Regions from separate parts of the Mus musculus genome. Here all the other regions are linked to region 4. The links are chromatin contacts, called in public Hi-C and promoter capture Hi-C maps. All regions are on one chromosome and are shown on one strand. Each heading gives the region's core, a stretch centred on a gene start, on an enhancer-like site or on the middle of the called end of the contact. The rest is flanking DNA. Distances are from core to core; before and after follow the strand shown.

Evidence for each region. Promoter capture Hi-C pulls out the DNA fragments that hold promoters and counts their contacts. Hi-C and Micro-C count contacts between places; a contact is called where the count stands out from the background.
Region 1: a contact with region 4 is called in a promoter capture Hi-C map of hippocampal neurons, with 3 times the contacts expected there. The contact joins the enhancer-like site here to the promoter of Ldb2 in region 4. A contact is called at or near these places in 1 of 39 promoter capture datasets (hippocampal neurons), 1 of 484 Hi-C or Micro-C datasets (cerebral cortex) and 3 of 115 datasets of contacts at active chromatin or transcription factors (embryonic forebrain, embryonic limb bud and forebrain).
Region 2: a Hi-C map of cortical neurons shows a contact between it and region 4, with 1.6 times the contacts expected there. The contact joins the enhancer-like site here to the promoter of Ldb2 in region 4. A contact is called at or near these places in 2 of 39 promoter capture datasets (cranial neural crest and hippocampal neurons), 2 of 484 Hi-C or Micro-C datasets (cerebral cortex and cortical neurons), 2 of 115 datasets of contacts at active chromatin or transcription factors (embryonic basal ganglia and embryonic midbrain) and 2 of 9 other capture datasets (liver and pancreatic islet).
Region 3: a contact with region 4 is called in a promoter capture Hi-C map of hippocampal neurons, with 2.3 times the contacts expected there. The contact joins the enhancer-like site here to the promoter of Ldb2 in region 4. A contact is called at or near these places in 2 of 39 promoter capture datasets (embryonic stem cells and hippocampal neurons), 3 of 484 Hi-C or Micro-C datasets (cerebral cortex and uterus) and 2 of 115 datasets of contacts at active chromatin or transcription factors (craniofacial prominence and fibro-adipogenic progenitors).

The regions. Positions count from the first base shown.
Region 1 is chr5:45,227,326-45,231,869 of GRCm38.p6, forward strand. The region is part of intron 4 of D5Ertd615e (DNA segment, Chr 5, ERATO Doi 615, expressed); the gene reads right to left. Among named protein-coding and RNA genes, the nearest start is that of Gm46912, 67 kb to the left of the region's middle. Within about 2 kb of position 2,941, at least 9 of the 459 cell types and tissues checked have an H3K27ac peak or open chromatin away from gene starts, as enhancers often do. A contact at or near this core is called in hippocampal neurons, where this site is marked.
Region 2 is chr5:44,535,403-44,539,614 of GRCm38.p6, forward strand. All of the region lies in intron 3 of Ldb2 (LIM domain binding 2), which reads right to left. Among named protein-coding and RNA genes, the nearest start is that of Gm40297, 110 kb to the left of the region's middle. Within about 2 kb of position 2,814, at least 56 of the 459 cell types and tissues checked have an H3K27ac peak or open chromatin away from gene starts, as enhancers often do. A contact at or near this core is called in cortical neurons, embryonic basal ganglia and hippocampal neurons, where this site is marked.
Region 3 is chr5:44,411,880-44,416,158 of GRCm38.p6, forward strand. Gm36017 (a long non-coding RNA gene) reads right to left here. Exons shown (of 4, transcript XR_376935.2): 3 at 1,718-1,802; 4 at 853-1,161. Among named protein-coding and RNA genes, the nearest start is that of Gm36017, 14 kb to the right of the region's middle. Within about 2 kb of position 2,727, at least 58 of the 459 cell types and tissues checked have an H3K27ac peak or open chromatin away from gene starts, as enhancers often do. A contact at or near this core is called in fibro-adipogenic progenitors and hippocampal neurons, where this site is marked.
Region 4 is chr5:44,797,362-44,801,772 of GRCm38.p6, forward strand. It overlaps Ldb2 (LIM domain binding 2), which reads right to left and starts at 2,385. Exons shown (of 8, transcript NM_010698.4): 1 at 2,001-2,385. The coding sequence starts at 2,132.

The sequences.
Region 1 (4,544 bases), core at 1,691-4,190, 430 kb after region 4:
GACAAACTCCTTTTTATTTCCTTTCTTACATGCAATTTTTAGGGTATATTTAGGTACCCTTAACACTTTCCTGCATCATGGCGGGTTTCTTTTGCTTCAGTCAGGCAGAGAGAGAGAGAGCAAGAAAGAGAGAGAGTCAGAGACAGAGACATAGAGAGAGATGTTTACTTCTAGTTCTTTCTTATTCCCAATAAGAGCATCTAGGAAAGCTACATGACCTCAGCAGTAAAAGCATTTTGGACCAGAAATATTGTAGGGGCAGCTGTTGTATATTACAGAACATTAAGCAGCATCCTTGTCTCCTACTCACTAGATGCCCATGATTCTTTTCACTATAGCAAGAGTTCCCAAATATTATCAATTGTTCCTTGAAGATGTAAAAGAATCCCCACTGAAAACTGCTGTTCTAGAGTATATTTCTATAGAATTCCAAATGTTCCCCAAGAGTGGTCTGTCTTAGTTTTAATTCCTGTTGTTTGGACAAAAGCAATTTAAGGGAGAAAGTGTTTATTCTACCTGACAGTTCAAGTCACCATCCATTATGATGAAGAAGCCAAGGTAGCAGAAGCTTGAAGCAATAGGTCATAGTACATCCACAGTTAAAACAAGAGAGCGATGAATCCATGGGGCTGCTCTGCCTTCTTTCTCTCCTTCTAAACTCCAGGATCCCTGCTAGGGAATGTATCACCCACAGTGGGAGAGTCTTTAAACCTCAGTGAGTGTATCAAGATAATCCCACCAGGGGCCCATCTCCTGGGTAATTCTAGTCCCATCAAACTGATGAATAACACTAACCATCACACTGTTCAAATGCCACTCCTTCTCAGCATCTTTGCTGCCTCTTTGGATGCAGGGAAACTGCTCTTAACATGAGCTATTGTTCATGGTCCTTGTTTCTCTCAAGGATGAAGCCACAGGACAATCCTGGTTTTGTTGACCTGGCCAGATGTGTATGTGTCCATTTCCTCTTACAGTCGTCAACAGACACATAGGTTTCAAGTGCCTCGCTTCTCATTCAAGAATTAAGAAATTTCAGAGATTTGGCAGCAAATGTTAAAAAACCTCCATTGAATACGGACGCAAATGTTCTCCACAGAAGCTTTTGGAGCAGTGCCCAAAGGGGAGCAAGCTAAAAAGAATCAGTTTGTTCTTAAAGGCATTTCAGCCTGGATGGTTATCTGTTGTGAAGCCTAGGAGCACTGGAGGATGTTTGGCAGGGTCTCTGACCTTGAGCACCCACCTTAGAAAAGTTCATATGACAGTCAATACCATTATAGTATACATACATTTATTTATTACTTATTTTATGTGTATGAGTGCCTTGCCTGAATGTGTATCTGTGTATGAAGGGCGTGCCTGGTACTCTCTGAGGCCAGAGGGGATATCAGACTCCCCAGAACTAGAGCTACAGATAGTTCTTAGCTGTCACGTGAGTGCTGGGAACTGAACCCAGCTTCTCTGAAAGAGCTGCTACTGCTTTTAACCACCAAGCCATCCCTTTAGCTCCAAGGTTTATGTACATTTTAAAACACAACAAAAATATTGACTGGAGGGACAACTTGGTAGACTCTGTATTACCCCTGTAGAGGATCCAAGTTTGGTTCCTAGCATCCACACGGAGTGACTCACAACCACCTTTAACTCCGACTCCAGGGTATCTGATCTGGCATCCATGGGTACCTGGACTTAAACATTTGAATGCACATGTGTGAATGCACATACATATGTTTTTCTTTCTTTTATTGAAAATAGATTTTTTCATATGATATATTTTGATTATGGTTTCTCCTCTCCCCTCCTACTCCTAGTTTCTTCCTGTCTGCCCCCTCATCTGGATCTTTTTTGTCTCTGGTTACAAAATAGAAAATAAGAAATAATAATAAAATTAGATAAATCAAAAACAAACAAATCATAACAGGACGAAACAGCCAAACAAGATAAGAGCCAACAGAAAAAAAGACACGAGGAACACAATAGATGCAGGGACACATGTGTGTTCATATTCAGGAATCCCATACAAACCCCAAACCAAAAGTCATAGTATATACACAGAGGACCTGTAAGGTAGGAAAAAAACTGCTTTTAAAAAATAAAAAATAAAAATTTCAAATGAGCTACTATATACATACACATGTTCAAGTATAATAGGAAACTGTAGAAGATATTTATTATAAGCTAAATCCAAGCCAATCATTACTGGATGTGTGACCTTAGCCAAGTCAGAGCTCAGGGTCTGCTCCAAAATGAGACTGTGGGATAAGAGAATTGATCACACCATTGCTCCCAGCCCCATTAGGCAGTAAAGCCTATCAGAAAACAGATGTGTGATCCTTTTAGAATGACAACAACAGCTGAAGGGAAGCAGTGTGTTCACGAAAACTCAACCCTCTATTTAACTAACCCACTCCTACGTGATTGGCATTCCTCATTCAGGAAGTGAAGGGACCTTTGAGACATGAGGCATCTGGTGATGACCATTACGTTCTGGGGAAACAGAAACATGGGCTGTAGGGTGGATAACTTGGATGCTTTCTGTCTCTCTTACACTGAAACCTAAGGAATTCCCATCACAGTTGCATGCAGATCTACAAGACCTGTATGGGGTAGAATGCTCCTTGATAAACCAGACTCTCAACACTTGGGAATCCGTCAAGTCTGTGAGTGTTTCCAAATGGGAGGAGAGAGGTAAATGCTAAGTCACTTCCCTGCTCTATCTCCCTATAGCCCACTTGCTCTTGAGAAGAAAGTGTTCCTTCCTCTTCCATATCTAAGCCAGCCTCACTTGTGTTTCTGACTTCCAAGGCTGCATCCTTGTCTTCCTGGTCACTGCCTTCCCACAAAAAACCTCTGTATTTGATATCCACACTATCACAGACACAAGGCAGTTGTAGGTAGCAGATTCCTGCTGAAGTTGGGGAGGCAGCCAAGAAGATTTATAGAGAGCAGAAAATAGCTTCCAATTAAACGTTAAACACTGAACAAGAAAGGCAGCTTGCACCCCTTGCTAAGGAGGATGCCAGATCACTTTGTCATTGCTGTTTTTGTTAGCACCCCAAGAAGCCACATGGCTCTTCATCTCTCCTACTCTAAGCTTCCAGACACCAGAAACTTCTTGCCTTGCCTTCTTATCTACACTGAGCTCACCATGACCCCTACAATGGCCTGCATGATGTAGGAAAGGTATAAGGGAGCTTGCCTTCATCAGCTAATATGTCCACTCATTCCTTAAAACCACAGATTTATTTATGCAAGCAAAAAAAGCTTGTCTTTTATAGACAGTACATCAAAAAAGTCTCATTTTCCTTATAACTTTTCCACTCATTCTCTGCAACTACAAAAAAAAAAAAAAAAAAAAAAAGAAAAGAAAAAAGAAAATAAAAATAGGCATTTGCCATGCATGGTGGCACATGCTTTAATCTCAGCACTCAAGAGGCAGAGGCAGGAGAATTTCTATGAAGGCAAAAACCAGCCTGGTCTACTACAGTGAGGTTCAGGATATCCACTTCTATGTAGAGAGACCCTGTCTAAAAAAATAATAATAAATAAATAAATACCTAAAGTGAACAAAGTGATTATTTTCAAATTACCTATTTCTGGATTTCTCTGATCATGTGGCCTCATCTGATTTGTCTTTGTTGTGATTTCAGTATGGAATGTCCTGCTCGCTATGAATGGGCAGCCCTGTCTGGAAGGTTATAGAACCTTTAGGCAGTGGAACTGTGCTGAAGGAAGGGACTGAGTGGTGGGATCTGAGGTTTACTAGCCTCTTTACTCCTTGCTTCCTGACTGTGAATGGCAACTGTGAATTGCATGTGACCAGATGACCCTCATGCTTCCCCATCATGATAGGTTGTACCCCCTTAAACTGTGAGCCAGAATAAGCCCTTCCCCCTGGAAGTTGCTACCTGTCAAGCATTTCATCTAAGCAACTAGTATCACCATAGTAACTAAGGCAGTTTTTAGATGGATAACTTCCTGAGAAACGAAAAGCACTAAGCCATCACTCAGCCAAGGAGGTTAGGATGATTTCTATGTGCTCAGCCCAGGGAGTGGCACTATTAGGAAGTATGGCCTTGTTGGAGTAGGTGTGTCACTGGAGGTGTGGGCTTTAAGACCTTCCTCCTAGCTGCCTGGAAGTCAGTCTTCCACTGGCAGCCTTCAGATGAAGATGTAGAACTCTCAGCTCTGCCTGCACCATGCCTGCCTGGATGCTGCCATGCTCCCATCTTAATGATAATGGACTGAACCTCTGAACCTGTAAGCCAGCCTGAAATAAATGTTGTCCTTACAACAAGTTGCCTTGCTCATGGTGTCTCTTCACAGCAGTAAAACCCTGACTAGGACAGGATCAAGGCTTACAAGGATCAAAACTTCCTAGAATACACCGCTGATTTTCACGAATTCACAAATCCTTTGTGCAGTTGTAGAAATCCAGCTATACTCTCATCTGCATTCACTAAACAGATGCCTGAAATCCAGTAGCAGTATGAAGCAATGACAAAAGATGAAAACCAGTAAAATTATTTGAAAAAAAGAAAAGATAT
Region 2 (4,212 bases), core at 1,564-4,063, 260 kb before region 4:
TTTTTTAATCTGGAGACAGGGGTTCAAACCATCTTCCAGGGACATTAGTTCAAAAGCAACTAGTACTGTTTGGTTGTCTCATTGCCTTCTTTATTTTCACGATCTTCCTCCCATGGGTGCAACAGCCATAGACTTATTCCATCCTTGGCAGCCTTAACTTGGGATAAGGTTTTCCACAAGATAACTCACACTGAAGTGTGAGTTGCAACAACATTACCCATTAAGAGTACATCTTCATTTCCAAAGAGGAACTCCACAGAGGGCAAGTGAATGCAACCTGATGCAGCCACTGATGATGGGGAAAAGAGTGGGTTGTCTCGGAACTACACCAATCACATCATCATCAATGGCATGTTTTGTTTATATTACATAAAACATTGCCTAGTCCTTCACCTTCCTAAGAACATATATGATATGTCAGAGTCTCTCTTCCCTAACAATCACTGACAAAGGTAATTTTAACCTTTCATATTTGTATTATTCTTAGACTATTGATCCAGCTCTACACTCTACCACTCTTTTCACTATGGATGACTTTGGGAGGGAAGAGACTAATACAAGGCAATACACACCCCTATCCTTTTTTCAACTAAAGGACAGTGAGCGGGTAATGACATCAACAGTTAGAACTAGTTAGTTCAACTAGTTAGTTACAACTAGTTAGTTATGTTTGCTTTGAGGGAGCAGTACAAGAATGCTTGGAGGCTTTGAAAACAGAGGATACAAGATTTGAATTCTGACCATACTTTGTACTTATTCTGGAACTTGAGGGAAATCGAGTATGGCCCCACACCACCAAGTGTATTCTGCAAAGAGAATGCTGTCTAGTGTGCCTAGCCCAAGAAGAACGGGGCAGGCAGATATAGCTGAGCAGATAAAACAAACAGAACCTAGGAGAAGAGAGAATCCAAAAAAGGTCACCATGATGTTTGTGTTGAGATGCAGATCACAAGAAATATCTCTGGGAATGACAGGGGCTTTGGCCTTTAGACTCCATACGTTTTCTCCTTTTTACTATGCTGAGTCTTTGCTCAGACTTTCTGGGAGAAAGATTTCCTAGTTAACACAGATATGCAAACTTCTGAAAGAATGTGTAAAGGCTAATCTGTAAAGCTGTAGTCCAGGAAGATAGTGGTTAACAGCTTACATCAAGTTATCCTGAGATGTGGTTAATGATTCTCCTCTTGGGAGAATACAAACTATGCCATTTGGGAAGTTCTAACTGTCACAGGCAATGGTCGGGGGCGTTCCATGTACTCTGATGAGACATTTCAGAAGTTGTGGGGAAGAATCAGTATAGAAGGCTTAATCAGGCTCTGCTGAAAAAAAGTACACTTGCCATCTTCATTTTATCAAAGATCTGTTGGATGTAATGAGATAATTATTGATAATCTGGGTGAAGACCTCAACCTCAGAAGCAATTAGCAGAACTTCTGAGTAAGTTTGGACATGTGGGCTCCATGCCCTAAAACTCTGAGAGGGGTTGTCTGCTGAGCATGGTTTCTGGCAGCTTAGCTATGAGTGTTAGTGAGTAGAAAGGCAGATGTCGCCAATGTCCCCAAACCATTCTCCCAAACACATCTCGAGCACTGGAATTAATTTACCAAGGTTCTCAAAGAAGTATCATGCAGATTAAACCAAATCCCTACCTCCACTTCAGGGTGTTAATTTCATACAAGTCACCTGCAGTGACAACTTTCACAGAAGGGAGGGTCACAAGTAAACTATCTATGGGAAAAACATATCCATAGGCTATAATATTTTCTTTATTTTTTTAAGAGATGGGATTATTAGATAGTTAAACAAATATATTAGCCTGGTTTAATATCAGGGTCATTTATTGTTACTATTATTGTTGTTCTTGCTGCTGCTGCTGCTATTATCATCTATTTGTTTTCTGTCTGTAAACCACAGGATCAGGGTAGAAAAAGGCTCTGGTCTGCTTCAGCTAGATCCAAGTTTTATGATGAGAGGGAAAGTGTGTAATCCTTCTGAAGTCTGCTCAGTGGGAGCATCTGCAGGGCCAAGGTTAGGTGCTTCCTTCCTTCACTCTGTCATAGCAAACTGGTTGGGACTTCTCTTACAGACAAACCGCGTCAGGCCAACAAAATGGAAAATTGCCACAAGTCACGGGCTCCCTTTGGAGTCAAATGGGCTCACTGTATCCAGGGAGTACTATGTATAAAATGGGAATTCTTAGAACTGTTTCCCAGTTGACTACAACAGATTTTTTTTTTAAAGTAAGTTAAATGATATCCAAAAATGAAAGATGCAAGAGAATTTTGGTCGGTGTTCTTCCCCCCTCCCAAATGATTATACATATAGCATTATCCCAAGACTCCGGGAGACTCCCCTTCTCTAATGGAAGCTAAATGAAATCCAAAGCTTTGTGGTTTGTTTTCTATGCAACCACCAAGAACCATAACAGAGGTACATATGGAAGAGTGTATGTCTCCTTTGTTAGGAAATATAAAAAAATAAGCATAGCTAATAAAGTAAAAGTAATGTTTTCTCACTTCAAAAAATATCTGTAGATTCTTATTAATCAATAGAGTTAATGCAGCTTTTATCTAAAGTTGGTCTTTAAAGGAAAAAAATATCCTGCTTTTCTGTTGGAATCCAAAAATCAAAAAGGGTCCCCAATTAAGAAAACATTTTCTGTTGTGCTGAATTCATGTTACCGTACTGTGAGCTCTGACATTTTGTTTCTGTGGTAACCAAAATCAGCTGATTAGTTGGCATGGCAACAGAAAAGATGTAATCCCAGCAGACACACTCTAATCAATGCCCCCAGCACAGATGGTCTCCGGAGGATCAACAAGAAAGAGGCTGGCAGGCATTCAGTTGATCACGTGCTAGCTTGAGACTCGGCCAGGAATGAGAAAAGTAAAAAAGAACATTTCTCCAACTACCCGGTAGCTTTTTAACCCTTCTCTCTCTCTAGCTAATGAAGTAATACTGATCACACTGTCCTATGATTCAACAGCTCTCATAGAGCAATGTGTATATTTTTTAATAGGTGGGAATATTTAGTTTTGTATCTTTATATATGAACAACAGCGTGAGTCTAATAGAGAATTTAGAATACTATCTAAATTCTAAAAAGCTCTCTGAATTTTACCTAGAGATATCACATATGTAAATTTTATTTGGGGGACATAATACTTAATTAGGGGGATATGATCTTTGACATAAGAAATTTTAGATTGTAGTGTGATACACAGGGAAAAGTCAGAATGGGAAACAACTGTGAAGAAAATCAAGTGAGAAGTGTTCACTTAGAGGACACTTAGTTAATGTGCTTCCAGGTTATATTTGTCTCAGGAGTAAATGATTTCATGATAAATAACTGAGAAGAGAAAAAAAATCCAAAAACTCATGTTTGCAGAAGTGATGCAGGTATCCAACAGGGGTTGTACCTATTGTTTTACTTTGCAAAAGCCAAGAATTTACATTTACAGTGGCTCTCTCAGGATCTCCCGATGTTCACATGTTCACATCCTTGACAATAACTCAAGGGGCTTTGACTCTGAAACTCTCCCGGCATGCTCTTCTGATTATTAAGCCTTGTTTTTCTATTTGATTTGAAATTGAAAACATAAAAGAAAGGCTTTATTATGTGCATTTAAAAATTCTAATTACATATTTATCCTTAATCTATAATGTTCCTGGTATCAGGAAATTGCAAAATGCTCACTATACCCCTGAGGGATATTTAATATCTCTGTTGATTAGGAATGTGGCTGATTTCCGATTCGCTAGTTGACCAAATTTTCATAAAAGCAACTCAGAGCCATTGGGTCAAATGCTATTTGGGGAGAAACAGTTTAGTGGTCGTCTAAATTAGAACAATGTAAGCTGCAGACACATAATGTGCTAAAAATCCTCCAGGAGTAGGACCAGAATGCCAGCTCAGGTTTTACAATTCTCTTTCTTTGTGGCACCAGGAAGCTTACTTTTTGTTTAAAATAGCCATAGTGTTTGATTACACAAGGCTAAGTTATTTTTAATTAACATAAGAACAGAAGGAAATTAGAGTAGCATAGTGAACATCAAGGGTGGAAGGAGGGAGGGAGGGACAGGCAGAGGGAGAGAGAGAGAGAGAAGAAAAATGAATCCTTCGAATCCTATCAAATTTCCTAAAAATAAATGTGCATAATTAGCATCTGGATTAAGTCGCTATAATGAAACTACATGTCCTAGAAAGAGATA
Region 3 (4,279 bases), core at 1,477-3,976, 390 kb before region 4:
GAAAAAACAGTATACTTCCTTTACATTCTCCAAGATATGATCCTATTTCATTGTTTAAATATATAAAAATCTCAAGAATAAAGAAAAACATATAAAAACAACAGCAGCTGCAAAATATTTCACCCTTTCACAGGCAAAATACAGTGTCCAGAAAATTCAGCCCATTAATAGCATTATATTGGCATTATGATTCATGGATTCTGTACTATGAAACACCCTGCCACCTGTGTTCATTCACACCTAACTAACACGATCCCACCAGTTCTTTCTAGTACTTGTCCTCAAGCTACAAATAAAAACACGTTGATGGAAGTTAAAAGAATGGCCATACCTATCCAAATACAGACAAACTTCTGGGGATGGAAGTCAAGCCTGTAACCCTGTCAACCAGGAGAATAAATTCCTGGAGGAATCCTTTAAGTTTGAGGACAGTTAGGGCTAAAGACCCTGTCTCAATGAAGCAGAACAACAACATATACAAACAAACAAACAAACAAACAGTGAAACACAAACATCTTTACTTACTGAATGAACTAACATGCTGTGAGTACACACCTACTCCTCTCCAAGGATTAGCCAGGCTCATGTGTACTTACAAACCTTTGAATGTATGCCTCCCTATGTTCTCCCCCATTATCAGGAGCATCTTTCACTACATCTTCTGCTCACTCAGGGAGTATAACCTCTCCCTTCCTGCTTCAAGAGTCAGAGCTCCTCTATGGTAAGTACATATCTATAGTATCACAGGCCCTTAGATGTGGTTTATGCACATCATAGTGAACCAGTTGATCCTAAGCAGTAGAGGCATGTGTGTATTCCCATTGTAATAATTGTATATTTATTTCCATGTGTATTAAAGTACACACTTGCAAGGCTAGGGCTGTGATTGCATAAGTACTGTGCAGTACAGGATAAGCTTCAGGAGTAAATTTTATTATGAACAATGAAAATACATTGATAAAATAAAGGTATAGATTTGAGTAAGAATATAGCAGAGTGTGAACATTTGGGATACAGGTCAATCTAGGTATGAGACAGCATATTTTAGCATTACTGTAGCTGAATCTTCAGTGTTCTACAAAGGCACATGTGGTAAAGATCTGCACTCAGGATGAAAATGATGGGACTATGAAGAAGTGGAGTCTTGAAGTCGACCTCAGTCTATTGGGGAAATATGCTTTTTTTTATTAGATATTTTCTTTATATACATTTCAAATGCTATCCCAAAAGTTCCCTATACCCTCCCCCCGCCCTCCTCCCCTCCCCACCCACTCCCGCTTCTCGGCTCTGGCATTCCCCTGTACTGGGGCATATAAAGTTTGCAATACCAAGGGGCCTCTCTTCCCTACATATCAGAAAAGAAGCAAATGACAAGGCCCTTATAAAAATGCCTCAGCAGCCAATGGCAGTTGCTGTTTGCATTGTAGGTGGCTCATAACCACTCTATAACTCTCATTCCAGGGAACCCTATGCCCTCTTCTGGCCTCCATAGGCACCCATGCACACATGGTATACACCACTCCCCACCCCAAATACATTTATCTTTTACAAAAGAACTAAGGTGGGAGAACAGAAAACAATTAGAGCTGGAGAAATGAGGAAAGCTGATGTCATGTGGGCGAGGAGGAAAAGGGGTCCAGTGTCCTAATTTAGTTTCTGTTGCTTTATTAGTTCATTCCTGTTGCTGTAATAAAACACGGTTTCCAAGGAAACTTACAAAAGAGTACGCTTGGGTTATGGTGTCAGAGGCTTAGAGTCCATGCCGGCAGGGTAAAGGAGGAACTGAGATCACACATCTTAATCTACAGCAAAGGAGGGAGGGGGAGAGACAGAGAGAGAGAAAGCATTGGAAATCCCAAAACATTTTTGAAGTCTCAAAAGTGACACATTTGCTTCAGTAGGTTATACCTCTTAATTTTATAAGCATTTACCAAATGGGAACCAAGTGTTAAAACACATGAACCATTCTCATTCAAACCCCCATTTTTGCCATGATAAAATACCATGACAAAAAATAATAATAACTGAGGCTAGAAAGGCTTTATTTTATCTCTCAGGTTCAGGTTCTAGTCTGTCTGTGCAGGGAAGTCAGCTGTAGGAGTCTGGGATTGATTGCCTTTAGGCTTAGAGTTTTGAAAACCTACTTTACTAAGGGTTCTTAAATGCTTCAACCTCCCACCCAGCCTGCCACCCACCAGAGGTAGTGGAAAAGGAAGGCTAATAGGAAATGGGAGTTGTGGATCTGTTTAGAAATAGTTCTTTGGGGCTATTCCCATCTGCATTGTCAGCAATCCAGTCCTCTAGCAAAACACCAACACAAATCAGCAGTTGCAGTCCAGTCCACTTGACAATCACCACTCGTGATTCAGAAATGGCAGTATGATCTGATCTCCACACTCACCAAAAGGCTTTCATTCTGTTTAAATGTCCATAGTCTCTTAGACTTCGTACATTGAAAGGGTACTGAGGCGTGGGGGAGATGAACCTGGTTTTCCATTTTACAGAAGACAGAGGTGAACAGCAGAAAGAGAACCCCGGAGTTCCCACAACCTCTTGGTGGGAGCAAAAGAGGTGTGTTCTTTGTGAACTATCCAAACACATTTCTGTAAGTGTGGAGCAGTTGGGCTAAAATAGAATCTTGGCTCCATTTTCTCTGTCAATGGCCCGGGAGAAGGGAACACTTGCTCATCAGGCCCGGGGATGGAAAACCTGGCGCCCAGCCTAGAATGGAGATTCTTGCATTTCAGAGAAACGACGCAGGGAGAACATCCCACGAGATGCTGCTGATTAGTACAATGTGTATTTGCTCAAAACCCGCTTTCCCAGCTGAGTTCCACCCTTCCAGTCCAGCCCTTCCTGGCTGTTTTCTGCTCTGTTGACTCCTTTGTGGCCTTGTTTTGGTCCAATTCTGCTTGGGGAATCTTACTGTGCAGAGTTTCAAAGTGATTCTGCAAATGTGCACACGTGTCCTGATTTATGGATCAGAAGGCATGGGAAATCTGTTCACTGTTAAGAGCATCCATGAGAATAAACATTTTATAATAGCTGATTTACTGTGTGTCAAACCCAGTACAAGCACTGTGCAGACATTAACTTACCTCAACCTTACAAAATAAACCCTCTAAACAACAACAACAACAACAACAGCAACAACAACAACAACAACAACAACAACAACAACTTAGGCATGAGGTATTACATGGCTTGCTTGAGCAACTGAGAGAGTGTTACATGTTTACTTTGTGACCCCAGAGCTCATGTTTAAAACACAACAGGACAACTCACACATTTCCTCCTTCCTAGGGTCCATCGGAAGATTGGATGGGATACTGATAAGGGCAATCTTTAATAATCCAGTACACTAGAACTAGAAATATTTGAGGGTGCTTCTGCTAGTTGTTTCTGACCCCTACATTATAGTGGAGTAGATCTTGTATTCCTTCCTTCTTTCTCTCCCGGGTCCTACCCTTTCTCCTCTCCCCCAAGCTCTCTTTCTCCATAGTTCCTTCCCTCTCTCTGATTATTTCACACACTGATACTAACTTGCTCTCTTAGTTAAGTAAGTGTTGCAATATTATTAGAGTCACTGGACTGGAAGACCTAGCTGGAATGATTGTAGCAACATCCTTGTGCACTGTTTCCTACCCATCCTTCCACAATATCCTTGTGCATTGCTTCCAGGGCCAGCTTAGCCTGGCACATGACCATTGTATAGTCAGTGTATATTTAAGGTACTTTGAGAGGCTGGGAAGATAGGAAAGTGGGTAAAGTGCTTACCACACAAGCATGAAGACCAGGGTTCGGATTCCCAGAACTCACACGGATGCCAGTCAGGTGTGGTGATGGACTGTAACCCCAACATTTGGGAGGCAGAGAAAGGTGATCCCAGGGCAAAATGGCTAGCTAGACTAGAAGGAATTGGTGAGCTCCCAATCAACAAGAGACCCTGCCTCCGTAAATACGAGAGCAATTGAGGGAGACACAACATCATTGTTGAGCCTCTCTCTCTCTCTCTACACACACATGCACACACACACACGTACACACATGTACACACTTACACATTTCTCCCACTCACGTACTCACACACATGTGAATACATATACACATATGTACATAAATAGCTCATGTATACACACAAATAAAGTAGTAAATACATAGTAAAATGGTGTGGGTTAATTCACATGACCCAATATACCAAAAGCATTAAGTGAAAAGCTTATCATTAGACAACTCAGAAAGCTGTTTTCTTCCTTCTTGATTTTCATAGCAAAATCAT
Region 4 (4,411 bases), core at 1,135-3,634:
ATTCCATCTTAGGGATTTGTATGGAGACCAGGATGGATGGGAAGTCTCCCAGCTCAAAGCTAGCTGCCCAGGGTTGTGGAAGGGTTGAGAGGCACCCAGAACCCAAGAATAGCTACCCTGCTTCAACCAGCAGGAGGATGGGAAGACACCATCCACAAAACCTCAACAACTTTCTACCAAGCAAGCAGGATACAAGTTGTCTTTCAATCCTGTGTTCAAGAATTAATCTATTGCAGTCTATGGTCTCTATTATTATTATTATTATTATTATTATTATTATTATTATTATTATTGAGAAATAATTATACTTAGCAAAGAGATTTTTTAATTGTATAATTTTTAACATTTTATTGATTCCTTCTGACGGTTCCTTTTTCTGTTCAACATTTTATTACTATTACTGGGTGCCTCAACTCTAAAACCTTCCCAGTCTTCCCAGTTCTGAAAGCAGCCTCTGCCACTGATAGCTTAGACAGGGACTGAAGATTCATTCCAACACACTCTTACAAAGATTGTAATAGAAGATACAAGCTAGAACACACATATAAAGCAACACACACCACAGGCATATGCACACACACAAACACACACACACACACACACACAATCCTATTTACTGCCAAGAACTCAGCACTCTAAACACCAGAGTTTACACTCTACAGGAGCTTCTGGCTTCTAGAAAGAGGCGACGTGCCAGCAATTATATTTAACATCCATGGTGCATTAACATATAAAGAAAATAGCAGTGATAAAGAGAGCCAGGCTTTAAAACACACACACTAACACACAAAAACAAAAACAAAACCCCACAAGATCTTGTCCAGCAGTTAGCCAATCAGAAAACAGGTCACATCATCTTGTTAGCCCTATTCAATACATTAAACATCAGGAATTCTCTATGGCTCAGCAGACAATTCAAAGCAAGTGTGTTTTATTTTATCATGCAAACTTAATCAAATCCTTTCTCAGAGTTAAAAGCCAATCTTCAATCTAACTACCTACCAACGCTATTCCCCCAACACCCCTGTGGCATGACTCCTATGAGCATTTGTACTATGCAGCGAAAACTCAATTCCCAGAGACTTCTATTTCTTCAAGAGACTTAGACACACCTACAATAAACACTTCAACACCAAGTCCCACCTTACAGGCAGATGAGCACCCGGCAGCAGAGTGCTTTGCCACTCGGGCAGCCCAGAGAAAAATTAAATATTTAAATTGTGAAAGAGGAGTCTGGAGTTTTGCATTTAGAAAGTTCTGAAGAAGTCCCTGGACTGGCTCACTGCCTGAGAGGCTCAGCCTCCCTCTCTCTGGAGATCCCAAATGCACTCAACTGCTTCTGGCTTGAATGGGGAGCTAACTCCTGTCCCAAGGTAGAGCCTTGGGAGGCACAACCACCAGAGAGACAAGAGGACCCCACTTCCTCAGTCAACCTGTCTCTGAATTTAACACAGGCAAACGTGTGTGTCTTCCCTGAGCCCACCTCCAGGGAGTTCTGAAAAGTACACAAGGCTGCTCTCTTGTCCCTTTTACCTCAATTTTAGTCACTTTGAAAAAGTAAGTTCAGGTCAAACCAGACTTCCTCTGGAACTTGTAAATATATGAATATATGTATACATGATATTACACACACAACACAGACGCAAACATCCACAAAATCTCTTGCAGTCTATATCTCAACAAACACGACCATCTCTAAGCCTGTAAACATCAGAGTTCTGGGAAACCTGAATTTCTAGAGACTCGGCATGTGAACCAAGTGGCTTGTCTCTTTCCAGATACTAAGATTCCGGCAGAAACTGTCCCCAGCTCCAAGAGTTACTGTCGCTGGAAACCCAGCATTCAAACTCGAGGGTTCACCCAGCTGTGCTTATATCCACCTACGTGATAGTAGCTGGTGGGACACTTCCCACAGAATTCAGCTAAGAACCCCAGGAAAAGCCCATGCACAGTTTTTTTTTAAAAAATCCACAAACACACGCCAAGGTTGAAGAACTTACCTCTGTACGAGACTGCAGTCTCTTGTTCATCTCATAGATTCGGTACTCTGGCTGTACCATGTATGGTGTATGTCTCCTATAAAATGGGCCGAAAGGAGAAGAATAGAAGGGGTCATGTGGTGTGCTGGACATCTTGCCTGCTTGTCGAAAATCAAGCTTAATAGAGTATCAGGAACGTCCATGCAGAGCACATGGGCTGTGTTCTTCACAGTACAAAGTAGACGCACGCACACACGCTCACACACACACAGACACACACAGAGGCAGGCAGGCAGGCAGGCTGAGCACACTGGCTGGGAAGTGCTGTGGGAGCCCTCTATAGCGAGAGAGGAGAGGGAACGAGGAGGGAGAGGGAGGGAGGGAGCGCGGGAGGGGAGGGAGCACTGGAGCTCTGAGAGGGAGAGAGCGGAGGTTGGAGGTTGGGAGGGAGGAAGGGAGGGAAGAAGGAGGGAGGGAGAAGGGGGAGAGTGAGTTGAGAGAGAGAGAGAGAGAGAGAGAGAGAGAGAGAGAGAGAGAGAGAGAGAGAGAGAGAGAGCTGGATAGCTAGAGGCTCCAACTGCTTGTTTTTAAAGAAGCAGTTGGTGAAGGGGTCATTTCCTGTCCACACTGTAGACTAGTTCAAAAATATAATTCTCCTCCTAGTCTGACAAGAAGTCTAAGGCTGAGTTTTAGTCCCCCCCCCCCCCCCATTGCTAAGCTTGTTAGCAGAGAGGTGGGTTCACCCACTGCCTAAGCCTCTCGCCCCTGACAGCCACACTGTTGTAATGTATCAGAAATGGGATGACTCCCAAACACAACAACACTGGCACTCTGGTCCCTCTGATTTGGGGTTGGTGATTCACTCCCTCTGGAAGATTCCTCCGGGCTCTCATCTCCCAACAGAGTTTTGGCTGTACCTGCTGTACTTCGGATAGGAAGCTGAGCTGTATCTTAGCATTCCCCTCCCCCCTGACTTCCAAACTACTCCTATTCCCAGCCCCCTTCCTAACCTCCCAAAAGGGGGTTGTCCTGCTTTTGACGATGGTTTTAGGGGGCCTACATTTAGATTACCTGTACAGTCTCAGGTAAAAACAGTATCACCCAGACCTGAATGTGGAACCATCTAAAAATCCATCCAAGAGGCAATGGGCTTTTATTTCTAAGAGGTATTTCTAAGACAAGAAAAGGATCCAAAAAGCAGACTGCTCAGGAAGATATGAAACGCAAAGGAAAAAGCATCCCATAGAAATGTCCATGGAAAATTCAGTTGAGTAAGAAATTGCAGATAATTGAATTTATTGCCCCCCCAAGTAACAAGCCCAACTCTGATGGGGACAAGGTCTTTGCTTCCTTCCCAGAGTGGCCAAGTCTATAAATCTTAATTGTGGTGCATGACAACTAGAAGAAACCCCAAATAGCCCTGGGGAGGGGGGCAGAGTTGCCACAAAGAATTAGGGAATCTAGGAAAGATCCAATTGGCCCCACACTTACTCATATACAGGACACTTAAACAAAGCCAAGCCCCAGAAAATTCAGTGCAGGAGTTCACACCTAGCTAAGTCAGCGGCTTTAAGGGGGAAGGGGGAAGGGACCACAGAAAAACAAGATGGAATGTAAGACCTGGATGCAAATGCATGCAAATGAGACATTTCTTCTTTTTAATAAGCAGATTAATTAACTTTCTGCCCCAGTCATGGCTTGGGGTATTTTAGAGTCACTAGCCAACAGAGGAATAATAGGTGCTGTTAGATCTGTGGTTTACATTCAGGAGTAAAATTGTCCCCAAATTGCTGTCTTGATCACTCTTGTCTCCCACCTGCAAGAAACATCCACCCCAAACTTCCAGCGGTGCAGCCTAACACAGTCATGTCACTTGCCAGGATGGGATTAGAGGAGCTATTACTTCTAGGCTGCTGAGAACATGTGTCTGGGGACCCTAAGGCAGGCCAGCATGCTGGGTTTCAGGTTTCATTACAAATCTAAAAGCTGGGCCAAATTTGCTGCAAGGTTTGTCAAAACACACAACCTCCTAAAGACGAGATTTCAAACAAATTCCTTGTGATTTATGTTTCAGTATGGCGGCCATTGCAAAAGCCAACAATTCCTTGTGCACAAACTCCCCAAGTAAAGACATTTCTGAGCTCAATGCCTGCCTGAGTTTGTATTTACCTCTTCATGGCAGTGCTAGAGTCAAAGGAGTGCCCAGGCAGCTGTGTGCAGCCCAGGAATGGTCAAACCCCACAAAGGGAGAGCTGTGCTCCGATTTAGGCAAGCTTTACCCTGGGTTGTTCTTGCAAAGCACTCCAAGTTACTTCTGCAAATATTTGCTGTTTGTCCCTAAAACTTTCGCATGCAACTTTTCAAGGCTTGCTCCTCTTCCATGAAATTGCATCTTTGTACTTTCAAGAGGCTCCAAACTGGCTTTCTGCTCA